Linked DNA regions of Cyprinus carpio: region 2 is linked to region 1. The links are chromatin contacts, called in public Hi-C maps. All regions are on one chromosome and are shown on one strand. The core of a region is the stretch at or near the end of the contact, and the rest is flanking DNA. Distances in the headings are between cores, read along the strand shown.

Region 1 (7,128 bases), core at 1,639-4,138:
CTTTTTGTTTCCACATTATTATTATTAGATCATTTTTCATAGTTTTGCATTGACTTTTTATGTACTGTACAATAAAATAAAGATGTTGATTGTATACTAAAATAACAGAAAATAGACCATTGTCATCAAAAACCCTTTGCATATGTAAAGCTTCATCATTTTTATTTCAGACTAATGCTCTGATATCAATGCATAAACAAAGAAATAAAAGCTTTTATTTTATTATTATTTTAATGGTTATTTTATTTATTGTTAATTTGATAATTTTAAAACAACACTGTTTGATTGTGATGATAAAAAAAGGAGACTCGATATCTACTTGGTATGCAAACTGCAGCCTGTGCTCTGTGAAACAGTGACTAGAAGTAGTTCCATTCAGAGCAACGCTAAACAAGTGGCATAAGTAACATGTTCAAGGGGGGGTTGCCAAGGAAACCCCAAGCACAGATATGGCAGTGTTTTATTTAGACATGAAGGGAGCATTTCAAAGGCTCTGGCCTGTTTCATCACAGGAATGTGATCTCATTCGTCCTGCCATGTGAACTTAAAGAGACCGACCAAAGACCAAGTGCTCCATCGACTATGTTGATACGAAGATTAGGTGTAAAAGATATGTCAGTGTAAAATCAAACTGGTTTCAATTTATACATGTTTCAAAGAAGACATGAGTGGTGTTGTTATGCGGCTGCTACAGTAAGTAGTTTCAAAGGGGTTGCAGGACAGTTATTTTGATGTGCTTCATTTGCTTGATATCACAGGATCATTCACATTTACACACCACGGCCGGACGCTCCAAGTGTGAGCAGGAGATAAAAATCCTTTAAAAAAGAATTAACCACTCAAATGGATTCAGACGCTCTCGAGGGAATTTTTATGGCAGCTCAAGGGGTCTTGTGGACAACGGTTCAAATGCCATTCTACTCAACCCTTTAATTTCTTACAGCAGTCACATGGAGAAGGCTAACCAATGCCAGACTCTGCATTCAAACCCTTCTGCAACAGATGACTACTTTTCGGAGGAAACAACAATACACTTTACCTTCAAGTGACAAACACAGCCAATCTAAAAGAAAAAAAAAGAAAACACTTTCTCTCTGTTGCAGTACCACCCGTGCTAAAAAGCTGACAAAATCTCCACTAACACTGTCTACTGACGGTAGACAAGATGTTCCTGCCGAATCCCATCATAAATCAGCTCTTGGCAGAGCATCCCAGTTTTCAGCTCTGTCTGCGAGGGGAAGCCGTCCAGCTTTCTAAAGTTATACCTGATCTCTCTGCTCTGTTCTAAGCAGATCAGCAAAAAACTTACCCGGCTGTTCACATCTGTTTGTCTCCAGCTGTTGCAGCTGAAACCTGAAACCTGAGCTCAGCATGATCCTTCTGTCAACGTACACAGCCTTCCGCTCTCTCAGATCTGTACGACAATCATTTCTGACTCGCATTTGATTCTGCTTGTGACACAACGTGCACAGACAAGTGAAGCAACAAGCGTTCAGACTGGAGAAACATACAGACTGCATAATGACAAAAAAAAACCTAATAAACTACAAAAAACATACACACATATATAAACAAACAAACAAAACTTGAGAAGCAAAAGTGCATCTAAATATCCTTAAAAGAAGATGAAACATATATAAATATATACACACACACACACACAAAAAAAAAAAAAAAAAAAAAAAAAATGTAAACTTTTAACCCTTTTTTGTTTTTTTTTCCACATAAAAAAAATATGTAAATATTTTTATACATGCTTATTTTATCAATATTTATATCTTATATTGCAGATTGTCTCAAGTACAATTTATCTTTATATTTTTATATGCTTTAACTAATTTATTTTAAATATATAATTTACTTAAATGTACTTTTATTATTTTTTAAATATATATATATATATATATATATATATATATATATATATATATATAATTATATCATATATATTAAAATTATTCAAATATTTAAATTGTATTTTCAAATGTATTTTTCGTTTTTTTTTTTTAGTAGAAACAAGACTATTGACTGCTTGATTTATTTCTTTTTGCAGTGTTAGAAGCCAGCCATTGACAGTAAACAAGATTACGCATGTACCATGTGTTTGAGTGAGACTACATTTGTGTACCTACAGTAACTGTGTATTAGGGTGCGAGACAGAGAGCGATAAGCTGAAGCAACTATATTTATTCAGTGTAAACCCAGACACTCACATGGGCACACATACGCATGACTTGAGCCTCATGACAACGAGCGAGAGCCAAGCGGAGTGTAGGAGAAACGCCAGTTTCTGCTGTAATGGAAATGTGCCCATGGAGACCGGCTGAGCCATTAACCAGCAAAACCAAACCTCACAGACGCTTCCAAACTACAAATTCTACCCAAATATCTCAACGGATGCATAGGATTCAACACCTCCTTGTTCATAACAGATGTTATACCCAATGATGAGCGCAGATTACAAAACAAGAGCTGAACAATAACACATATGAATGCACAAGAGGAATCCTCAATAATGAGTCCTATTAAATAAACAGAACAAGACCGAGTCACGAGGCGGCTGTACAAAAATTTATATTTTGCTATAAAGAAAAATAATCTACATATCTTTAAAACAATATAAATCTGCATATGGTCTCAAAATAACAAAACGTTAAAACTGATAAAATTCTCAATCAAAATATATATCTTGTGTCATTTAGTTTGTCAAGTAAATGTATGTTGTTTTAATTAAGTTTAGGAATTTTTCCTGTAAAAATGCTTGGTAATAACAAGATTTTTGCAGTGCAAGGTTTGCGTGTTTCTCATTCTGGCAAGAGAAGGACACACACTCATAGCCTACGTGCTGAAGGGGAGGAGGCGTGTTGTGGAGGGTCACAGCTGACAGGACTGGGAAACTAATACAGGCTGATTTACCCCCTCCTTCCTGCTTGATCTTTACCGACTGTCCTGTTTGACCATGTGTAGTAACAATCCAGCAGTCCCAGGGGGCAGTTTAGATCCACAACAAGACAATGAATGTCAACATACTTAATCCTATCCAAAAAACTTAGTAGTGTTTTACAGACAGGCCATACTGATCATGTGTCCCCCATCATTACTTCAGAACCAGCCTTGGCCTCGCTGCGAAACTGCATAAGGCAACAGATGTAAAGCAAACACATCTGTGTAGAAATTTCCACTGCATCAGCCAACTACCAATGACCAAGCAGAATCTCTACCCACCGGATAGAAACAACAGAACTGAAGTATAAAGATTAATCTGTGACCACAGACCATGTGTGAGTTTGTTTTTGAAAGAAATATTGATTCAGTGCATGATGAAATGCACGTCTTCCAAGCAGCATGTGCAACGGATAAATCTGTCCAGTTTGGATGTGGGTCAAGAATAGTTGGCAAAAATAAAGACAAGTCTATTTGCTCACTGTTGGTGAAAGGTCAATGACATGACTTTTTTTTATGGATCTACTGATTACTCAAAATGCATTAAAGTTCATCTTAAATACACATTTTCTTTTGATAAGCATGCTTTTAATTTCTGAATTAAAATTCATTTTAATATTTGTGTGGGTAAAAAGTATATTTACAACTTGTCCTGACATCATGAAGAAATTCTAATTTGACATTATTTATTACTAATTAAATAATTAATTATTTATTTATTAAATAATAATAATTATTGTTTATTTATTATTATTAAAGTATTATTTCTTAGAATTTCTCAGAATGTTTTGTAATTATAATTCTTGTCTCTAAATTAAAGTTTAATGATGCAACCGACAAAAAATGCGGACAATAAATGATCATTCAGAAAGGACCCCTGAAGACCCTCATGATTGAGTGTCAAGGTCAACAAGTCTCTTAAAATGACAATCTGACAAAGTCTGTTCAGGTTATAAAATGTAACATGGTAAACAATGTAAACTCTACAAAAACGTAATTATGTTAATGAATTAATAACAATAATAATTTACCGAAAAAAATATTTTAAAAACCTTTTTGAAAATAACGAATCCAAATGTAAACACTTGCATGCATAAAAAGTATAAGGGAATTACTTTTCTTAAAAATGCTAAAAAGTTTTTCAAAACGTAAATAATAAAAACGTCTTTTAAACTAAAAGTTTAAAATTCCTCTCAATTGCCACTGATTCAAATATAGGTACAACAAAGCAGCACAAAAACACTTTGTGTCAAAACATATTCTTGCACAAAAGAAAACTACTTCACTTTTCACAATGGCTGTGAGGCCTTCGCTTAAAGCGAACAGAACAATTACAAACCAGGTTCGAATCAACACCTAAGTGCAGCGCAAAGCAGAATGAAATCAGTGCTTACCAGATCACGATTCACCGTTCTGCTCTACCAGCTGCCAATAAATACATGCACCTCTTCCAGGGCCAAAGTCCGAATCCACACACACACACCCTGCATGCCTGCTTCTCTCCGTTCAGGAGTTTGGCTGGCGTTACACCAACAAACGGACGCCGCAGCGAGCTGAACACATCAGATAAGAGAACCTTAATGTCTGGATGGATGCATTTATAATTAAAACCGCTAGGATTTCAACAATAGGACAGGAATGTCTTCGTTCCACAAGCCCAGGAAACATCCGGTCTGTTTAGCACATTCAGCCTGCAGAGGGACAGCTCAGCATTAAGTCAAGGCAGGCGGCTTCATACGGACTATGAAATGCAAACATGGGGCAATTGAAGCAGGTGCATCCATGTAGGCCAGATGTTTCTCCATCATTTAACCTGTCGATACAGTCATGGCCAAAAGTCTGTGTTTGTGTTACAACAAATTAAATATGACAATCACTCCATAAATCTGCATTAATCTAATCTTATAGATGATATATGATAATCAAAAGTGTTTCACAAAGCCAGTAAGGCGAAAGAAACTTGGCCACAGAGATAAGATTATGAAACAGGCTATAAAATTACTTCATTTAAATAGAACTACTTAAATGACATCTCAAATTAGACTCTCAGAGCCCACACAATGACGTCAGGCACAGGGAAGATGACATGGGGCGTTAAGATATGTGTGACCCTTTTAGCATGTTATGTAACAGGACTGAATGGACAAGCCCATGTGGCCCTGTAGTCACTGATATGCGGGCTACAAAAGCTGTGCTAAACGCTGCCAGTTTCTCAATTAGTTGCAGAGAATGTCAATGTCCTGAAAAAATTACATCAAGTACATTAGAGAGGTATTTATTAATGAATTCTTAAAGATGAGGGACATTGAGCAAGTGGACCTAATTTAAGTAAAAGATGTTAAAAAGGGGGCCACTGCATATTCGCTTCTAGAAATAAAATAAACAGTAACTGAAATAAAACAAGATATATATATATATAACATAACTTATTACTTAAAACAACAACATTACTTAAAAACTACTTGAAATGTATATAGACATTTAAAAAAATTAATTAAAATGACAAACACAAAGCATGAACTAAAATTCAAATTAGGGCTGTCACCGATATATATTTTTTTAATCTAGTTAATTACACAATATTGTGATTAATGAATCGCACATTAAATTTGACTGAGAAATTACCCACAAAAGATCATTTAAATCCATTATCGTGTTACATGAGAAAAGTATGAAATACATATTTAAAAAAAGTAGCTTTAGAAAGCTTTTTTCTATTTCTTTTTCCTTTTCCTTTTTAATTTTTGGGTGAGCTATCACTTTATTATTTTTTATTATTAATGTGGATTTTTTTCCCCCAGATTTTTTAAATTAATATGTAAATATGAAATTATGTTTTTTATTAAAATGATAATCTAAGTATGAAACTTAAAACTGCCAGTAGGTGGCAGTAAATGTCTAAAGGAATAAGACATTGAGTCATTTATTCATTTGATTTGTTCAAACAGATGATTCATTCAGGAATGAAGCAAATGCTCTCTTTATGAAAGGGTCATTAAATCATTGGTTCACCTGATTAGTTCCAAATTATAAATTGTGTGTTGCTTGGAGAAGCACAACAGTTCTGCCGTAGCTTTAATAGGTCATATTTGTGTTGGCAAAAACGACAATATTGTGTCTAAAATATAACACAGAATTAATTTATTTTTTACTGAAATGCTGTATAAAATCAATATCACATTTGCCCTCGTGCTATCTGGGACAAAACAGCACTCGTGTTGTATTGCTTAACTACATCATAAAATATAAACATGAGACAAAAACTCATACATGGGCAGTTTGTTCCAATCTCTTGAATTTTAGGGGCATATAAATAACTCTATTCTATAGGCTCCATAATGCTTGCCCTGCATAATGTTCTTCACTGTATAGTATAAGTAGTACAAACTATAACAGTATTCCAATGATACTAAAATAACACAGCTGCACAGGTCAGATGATTTATCACAAAAACTTACATTTTCTGGTCAAGTGTACCATGGAACTGACATATTCCTCATAAAATCTTTTAAATTTACAAACTGTAATGGTAAATGAAGGCAATATCTTTATAACAAACAACATTAAATTTGACTTGTGAATATTAGATTAAATGTAACATCTAAAGTACTTGTATGTTATTGCTCTTTAAATGCTTAACCAAGGTAACTTGCAAACTACTAGTGAATATTTTCACGTGTAAGATTCATCTCTGTTCATTCATAGTTACATTAGGATTTTGACTTCATAGGCCTAGATGAAACTGAAATCCCTTTATTTTTCTGTTCTAAATGGAATTTTAAACAAAACTGAGTTTAACTATTATAAGAGTATTTTTTAGAAATGAAATTATAAATGATACACGAGTGCGCATGATTACGTTAGTTAACATTACATTAACGTTAGCTGACACTGTGGAATGAATATATATACAGGCCTTTATATAAACTAATGAAGTTAATATCATATCAATAACAGTGACTGAATCGGCAGGCTTTAAAGATCGCCCGAGTGCATGTAAGTGCACCACAGACGCTGTCAAGTTTCGCTTTGGTTGCGGCAAGAGTTGAAATCTTGATAAACTATAGCAAACGCATGTATTATTCTTTACAGAGTGTGTGATAAACCTCTCGCTGTGAAAATAGCACAGACATGTGTTCTTATGTGAATGTTTACTTTGCTCCAGTTAAAAGCCTACGATTACAG
Region 2 (7,128 bases), core at 1,876-4,375, 36 kb after region 1:
TTCAGACAGGCTATACAGGCTAAAAGCTCAGGACACGCCCCTGACCTCAGCTGACACTACAGGCCACTCAAATCATCCGGCCGCTTGTATCTGAGAGCCACACAAAAGCAAGGATTGATTGTGTGAATGTGTCAGGTTAGACAAGGCGCCTCCCCTCCCTGTGGTGATTGCAATTTAAATTTCAAATGATGTATGCTTTTTTCAAAGGGTTAACGGAGGTAAACCGGCTTGGATGCGGGCCAGCGATGAGACAGATGAATTTATGACTCTGTCGGTGCAAATAGTGCATAGGATTGTTCGCCTCTTTGTAATCTTGAAGGGCTTGGTTAGCTTTGCTCAATTATCTGACGATTTTCAAAGCGTTTTAGCAAAAGATGGCGGTAACGAGCCGTCGTCATTATCAAATCGTTTCGGAAGACCAAGCGAAACACTCCGATTACAGTACTGAGTCCAGGTCATGTTGACACATTACATGTTTGGCCTTCTGTCTCTGCTGACATGCAGTAAGAGAAAAAGGGGAGAGCGCACTGAAAAAGTTGAGGCTGAGCACAAAAGCAGAGGAGGGATGGAGGAAGAAAAAAAGGCTGAGAGAAAAAGAATATGACAATACCATACGCCAAATTTCTGTCATCTGTTGCATAGAGTTTGGGGAGACATTCCTGTGGGATTGACAGTTTGGCGTGGCTGTAGCACCAGGGGCTAGTCATGGAAAGACACTTCCAGCATTCACACACACTTTACGAACTCAGCAAGACCTACGGAATGTGATCTGGCCTCGGTCGTGCGCTCTCAGCATCAGCCTGGCCTGAGCCTTTCTGCCTTGGGTTACGTAGCTCTGTGTCCGATGGCGGTTCGGTTATTTCCCCGACAGGAGATGTAAATGAAAATATATTTTTGGCAAGATAACTCCAGTGCTGAGTGACAGCATTAAGACAACTGGAAACAGATTGCTGAAATGACTGATGACCTTTTTCTTTTCGTTCTTTTTTTTTTTTTAGTTGTTTTTGAAGTGCTGACATCATCTGCATTCTGAATGTCTCCTTCTCTCTCAGAAGGTATATGGCTAGAAAAGTGATCGTGCAAAAAATAAAAATATACAGGTCCTTTAAAATAATGAATGCTGTTGTTTAAAGTGAGTGTTGGGTCACATTAAAAGGCACGCATATGTAAAACATCTGACTGAGGTTTTATGTAAAACCTCAGAAATACCTAAAATTAGTTTTAGAGGTTATTAATATTTATTCAAAATGCAAACAAGCAATGATAAGGACAACTAAAGCACATCTGAATTTCTATAAAGCACTTGGTCTGCCAAAATTACCACTGACAACAAATTCAAAACACATTTTACAAATGGAGGAATAAATCTGGCGGTGATAAAATTTTGCTTTCAAAATACATTTAAAGCTGTTAATGTTTCTATTGAGAAAAAAAAAAAGTTTGTGCTTATTTCAGTTTAGCAACTGATTCACAGAAGGAAATTAGAGCATAAGCAGGCCATATTAACCTGGGTTAGTAATCACATAGTCAGCATAAGAAATCTCAAAGGATGTTAGTTAGCATGTTATAGCATGTGTGTGTAACACACAGAGCGGTCAACAACTAGAAGTAAAGCGTCACAGACTCATAATGAAATGCCCAAATCAATGCAATTTCAAATCTAATAATAATACATTACAAAACACATATGCACAATAAAGCATTATGCGCGTATGAAACTGTAGTTTACATTATTCAATACGCTTCAACATTCAACATCTCTCTGATGTACCTGCACAAAACAGTACACCGATATCAATAATCTCACTTTCGGCATATAACAGCAGATTATTATCACATTCAATTATTTTTGCTTACTCTCAAAAAAATGAAAATCCAGATAAAATCGTACCAGATAAAAGGTGGACGTACATTCCATCTCTGGGTTGAGTCCGATAGGGATTTTCGCCATTTCAAGCCCCACTGCAACACACAGACACACACTCACAGTCTAACATTTCAGAATAAGCTCTATTCTCACTGGCTGTATAAAAAATAAAAAAAACATCCACATTAGCAATATGCATTTAGAGAAATAAAACTTTGTAGAATAACTTGCATGTGTTTCGATAACTGCATTATCACCAACTCTAAAAAGGGGCATATTGTCTGAGGACTTTGTTTATGCCTGATACAAATCAAGGAAGCCAACTAAGATATTAGAGCATGAATTTTCAGTACAAAAGGGGTCACAGAATATTTTATTTTAGTAATAATATCAGTTGAGATTCATTTATTAATTTCACTATGTTGCATGACACACAGTCGACAACCTAAGCCCAGTCTGATATAGATTGGATGAAATAGGTCTGTAATAAAAATACATAAGTCTGGCAGGAATATTTTAGAGAGCAACCCCATTTATGAAATAACGTTACACACGTTAGATGTATTTTTCTTTTAAACGAGAAGACCACAGCAGTCTCGTGGTGCCTTCATTAACAGAAGAATCTACACAGACCCAAATAAAACAGCAGCACGATCGATTATTTGAAAAGCATGAACAAAAACGTCCAGCCATGAAAAACTGATCTCTTTTCTATCTCTAATGTGTCTATAACTCCATTGTTCTCCTCGATATGCACTGATAAAATGAGTTATTCCTCGTTTAATTCATTCGAGTGCGTGCTCGACAGATATTTTACATTGGATGCCAGGAAAATAAGCTGTGAAAACTAGGCTACAGTTCAATAAAGCCCCATATGCCGGCTTCGTATGATTGGCGCATGTAATTTCAAACGTAAACGCGAAATAAAAACAAAGAAAAAAGAAAAAACGACCTACGGGACCAACTAAGACATGATAACGGAAAACTTACATTATTTACGTCCGCTTCTTAGCCTCATCAGGATCATTCGTGCTCCTCTAGCTGTCGTTAGAAACCGCCAACGGCAAAACAAACAAACAAAAGAAACTTGACGGGAGTCGTTGGGTAAATCACGACGACCGGTTTTATTATTCAAGTTCAGGTTGAAATTTTCAGTCGTGCGGACACTTTAACGAGGTTAACACACGACCGTTAATACAGTCTGTCCGCGAGCAAACTATCAAAATCTTCTCATCTAACGTACACACAAAAAAAAAAAAAAAAAAACATGACGACACGCTGCGTCTTTTAAAGGTAGCGTTAGTTTGTTTTTTTTGTAATGATCAAGAAGATATGTTAATCCTCCCAACAGCCACCGGACCAACAGCCTCACACTACCGTGAACTAGATCACACAAGTTCAACTAAGGTGAACTGATTCACACACACACACACACACACACACACACACGAGAGCGCGCGCACCGACCGTTACACAAGAGCCAGACAGCAGCCGCTGACATATCTAATATCAGCACAAAATAACACACTGTTTACTCTTATTCACACTGGATATATAACGGTGCTGGCTGGGGGCTTTTTTTAAATTCACGGGCCAGTCTTGCTCGACCCGTTCTGCAGATTAACAGCTCGACGAGTCCGTTTTCAAACCGACGACAAATCTGAGGTAACAAAAAAAAAAAGGTTTCCACTTGAGAGGTTTGTTATGGTTGCTCTCAGAAAAAGAAACGCCGCAGTCAAATAACAATGAGGTAAATAAAAACGTGGTTTGATAACATCCTTGATGTTTGATAATTATTATTTTTTTCTTATAAGGAAAAGGGCGTTAGGAATTATATTTGCTCATTTGCTGATCCCTGAAAATGAATAAGACATGCTACGTTACCTGTTGCGTTCCCGATTTATGTAGTATTAATAAACTATTTTAGGTGCCATTTAGTATAAATGTCTACATGTGAAATATTTAATTGCGTTTAAGCATTCTATAAAGTTTTTCATACATGTTTGTAGATGTCCCGGGTCTTGTAATCCGTCGTTTAACCCATTTAATCCCAACATTTTCCCAGCTGAGTGAGCACAAGTATTCTACTTATTGGATACTTAATGCCTTTCCTAAAAGAAAAATAAATAAATAAAAAAATAAAAATAAGCCGCTAGTACATCCCTGGTTATAAGTGTAAACAGTTGCTCAAAGAGACCCAACAGAATGTTACAAAAATAAAGATCTTTTTTGATTTAACGTTATTTATTTATTTTTTTTACTGTCAGGCACTGTGGTAATATTAATATAAGATTATTATTTATTTATTTTTTGCTCTTACTTTGTTTAATTTAAAGTTATAATACTTAAAAAGACAAAGTCTTCAATTGTATAATAATGTGAATCAGACAGTTATTAAAAATGTGACCACTGATATGTTTACGTTTATCATTATGATTTATATGAGACATTTATATGAGAATAATAGACCCTTTAAATATTATATGTATCAATTATGGTAGATGTATCTGTATTACGACATGTTTTATTGAACCTTGAAATCATCTTTCAGAAGTGCAAACTGGCATTAAAGCTTCCGTCATGTAGTTACACGAACAATATTAAAATACACTTTTATTTGTAGTTTAAAAAATAATAATAATTGTCACAGAGCATTAAATGGGTTAAGTGAGAAGGACTTCAGGCTATCATGTGATATGATGTTAAACCTGTAAGTGTGTGTGTGTGTGTGTGTGTGTGTGTGTGTGTGTGTGTGTGTGTGTGCTATCAAAGGCATTTTGAAGGGCATTTTCATCAGGTTTTGGCTAACAGTGTGTGATGTGAGTCATGCATGCATTAATTCATTATTTAAGGATGTCTTCACATACTAAATTGCAACATGAATATTAAGAATTTGTGTCTGGATGTTCAGTATAATTACAGAACGTTTTAAATGTTTTTTTTTTAAAAAACAACAACAACTTTAATTTACAATACTGTAAAGTCTGTTAAGGAAATAACTATTTAGAACAAAATTCAAAAATATAATTTACCCCTATTAATGCCTCTCAGAGACCATTAGTGTGACTTTTTCCTGCTTCAAGACTACTTTAAGTCAAGTCTGCTGAATTTGTGGTTCATAGTCAGGAATAATGATCTCACAAATGTATTTCTAAAAGCAATACCTACTCATAAGAAAATATTTTACAAAGCCACTTAAAACAGGCAGAGTACTGTTTTATCTGTCAGGTACAGATAGTAGAAGTTTTGTTTGCAAACAAGGCAATATTTCTCCAATACAAATTAAAATAAAATAATATCGAAAAACCTTACTCAGCCAGATAATGTTATTAAAGAAGAAAAGAAAATCAAGTAAAAGCTTTGATCACACCTTCATTTAGTTATTATCCTTTTTTTTTTTTTTTAAAGAAATGTGCAAAAATCGATAGGGCTGACATAACTAACATCAGTGCATCTTTTTAAGATTAAAGTAAAATATTAGTTCTGATACAGGATGGTGTTGACAAATAGGATGGCTAAAGATATATTTCAGAACTAATTACTTTGCATTTCCCCCCTCTGGGCTCGAAAATCAGATATAAATTCTGAAGTCATTGCTTCACTCTCTGCCTGTGGTTAAAGCAGAAGTAGAGGAACACACTCGATGAACCCAGGATCATCCATACACACACAGCTAATCAGATTAAAGGGCCAAATTGTGTCCTGTGTGTGAACGCGCGTGTGTTTATGTCCTACACAAAGCGACCTCATGGGAATTAACATGAGATGGTGGCAAGCAGATTATACTGAAAGGGTTGTTGAGTTCACATGGCATCACATGTTTGCATGAAACTTATTCTTGTCTCCAGCATTACATGCCTCTCATATTAAATGAATACCTATATACAAGGAAAAAAGGGTAGATATTAATGCCAGCAAGTGCTCCAAATCTGTAAACCAGAAAATCAAGGAGAGACTTGATTTTAGGACATTTAATACACACAATTTTTAGGGCTCTGTGCCGGTTAGAAATTGCTTCCTAAGGCAGCCGATTACCTTGAAAACAGTTGGCTGGAATGCTTTCAGGTCCAACAATTCAAAATGATTACACTTGCATTTATAAGATAAAGCTGGTGAAATCTCACACCAAATAGAGTCATCATATAACAAGCTACATGCGATCATCTGACGCATGTCAATCACAGTGAAGCGCAGCGAGAGGCCCACTCGATGTAAAGACGTCGCTCCTGCAGTGCACCGGCTGCACCTTTTGTCTTTCAGCTAATCACAAATTCAGACCCGGCATCACTTGCATACTAAACAACCCCAAATGCTTCAGTCATACACAAGTCAGCTCAAGAGAAGCCTGCTGCTAATTATTTTTTGTGCCCCTGACTGAAATGTGGCACTATTCAATAGAACTAAAGGGCGTAATGATCTTCAGCAGCGTTTAATGCAGAACTTTCTCCACGCCTCGCACCGCCAGTGCGTGAGTGTGTGTGAGTGTACGGAGCATTGAGCCCTGGGCTGTGCTAATTTGCAATCAGACACTCTCTTTGAGTTCTGTCTCTATGCCCCCAGACAGTGTAAATGGCAGCTGAGACAAAGCTCCCATTCTCTCCGTGCAGGCCCTCATAGTTTTATTTCAGGCCAGTGCTCTCAGACAGAGGGCATTCTGGGAAAGCCAAGAGATGGCAGTGGCAAAGGGGGCGGGACGCTCAGAGAGAGTGCGAGAGAGAAAGGCACGCTGCAAAGGCCCCCTGCCTCCCTCTACGACCGGCGTCCATGGGCACGCTGCAGTACCACACCCACAACACTTACGTTACGAGAACAAACATCAATTTCATTTTATACTTTCAGAATTATATCACGATTATTCAAATACTAAATAAAGAGAAAAATGATGTTATTGCCACTGAATTAAACATCTCTCTATCTATCTAGTACTGTCTTTTTATCATGATTAGTGCCATGTTGATGCCATTGCCTCGAATACAAACTCTTTCTTTGATTGTTGATAAACTGTTTCTTTTTTTGCTGTATCTATTTATCTTTTTAAATCACTTTTAAAAGGATTTTTGGATATATGTCTGTTTTGTAAGGATATATAGTTATTGTGCAATAATGATGTCATCACCTTGAATACAATATCTTATCTTTCTATGACTTAAAATTCCATTTTGTTATCTATTTATCTACTGTATTTATGAACTTCGACTTTTTTGTCCAAGTTTTTTTTAAAGAAATGATTTCTTTCACAAGGCTTCATTAAATTCATAAAA

Evidence for each region. A called contact is a pair of places that touch in the nucleus more often than the background predicts.
Region 2: a Hi-C map of skeletal muscle shows a contact between it and region 1, with 2.3 times the contacts expected there. The contact joins the promoter of pparaa here to the enhancer-like site in region 1. A contact is called at or near these places in 5 of 8 Hi-C or Micro-C datasets (liver and skeletal muscle).

Annotation. Positions count from the first base shown.
Region 1 is chrB4:14,143,688-14,150,815 of ASM1834038v1, forward strand. The region is part of intron 5 of pparaa (peroxisome proliferator-activated receptor alpha a); the gene reads right to left. Among protein-coding and RNA genes, the nearest start is that of cdpf1, 20 kb to the left of the region's middle. Within about 2 kb of position 2,889, at least 2 of the 8 cell types and tissues checked have an H3K27ac peak or open chromatin away from gene starts, as enhancers often do. A contact at or near this core is called in skeletal muscle, where this site is marked.
Region 2 is chrB4:14,179,669-14,186,796 of ASM1834038v1, forward strand. pparaa (peroxisome proliferator-activated receptor alpha a) reads right to left here and starts at 3,126. Exons shown (of 11, transcript XM_042722106.1): 1 at 2,858-3,126; 2 at 1,892-1,962.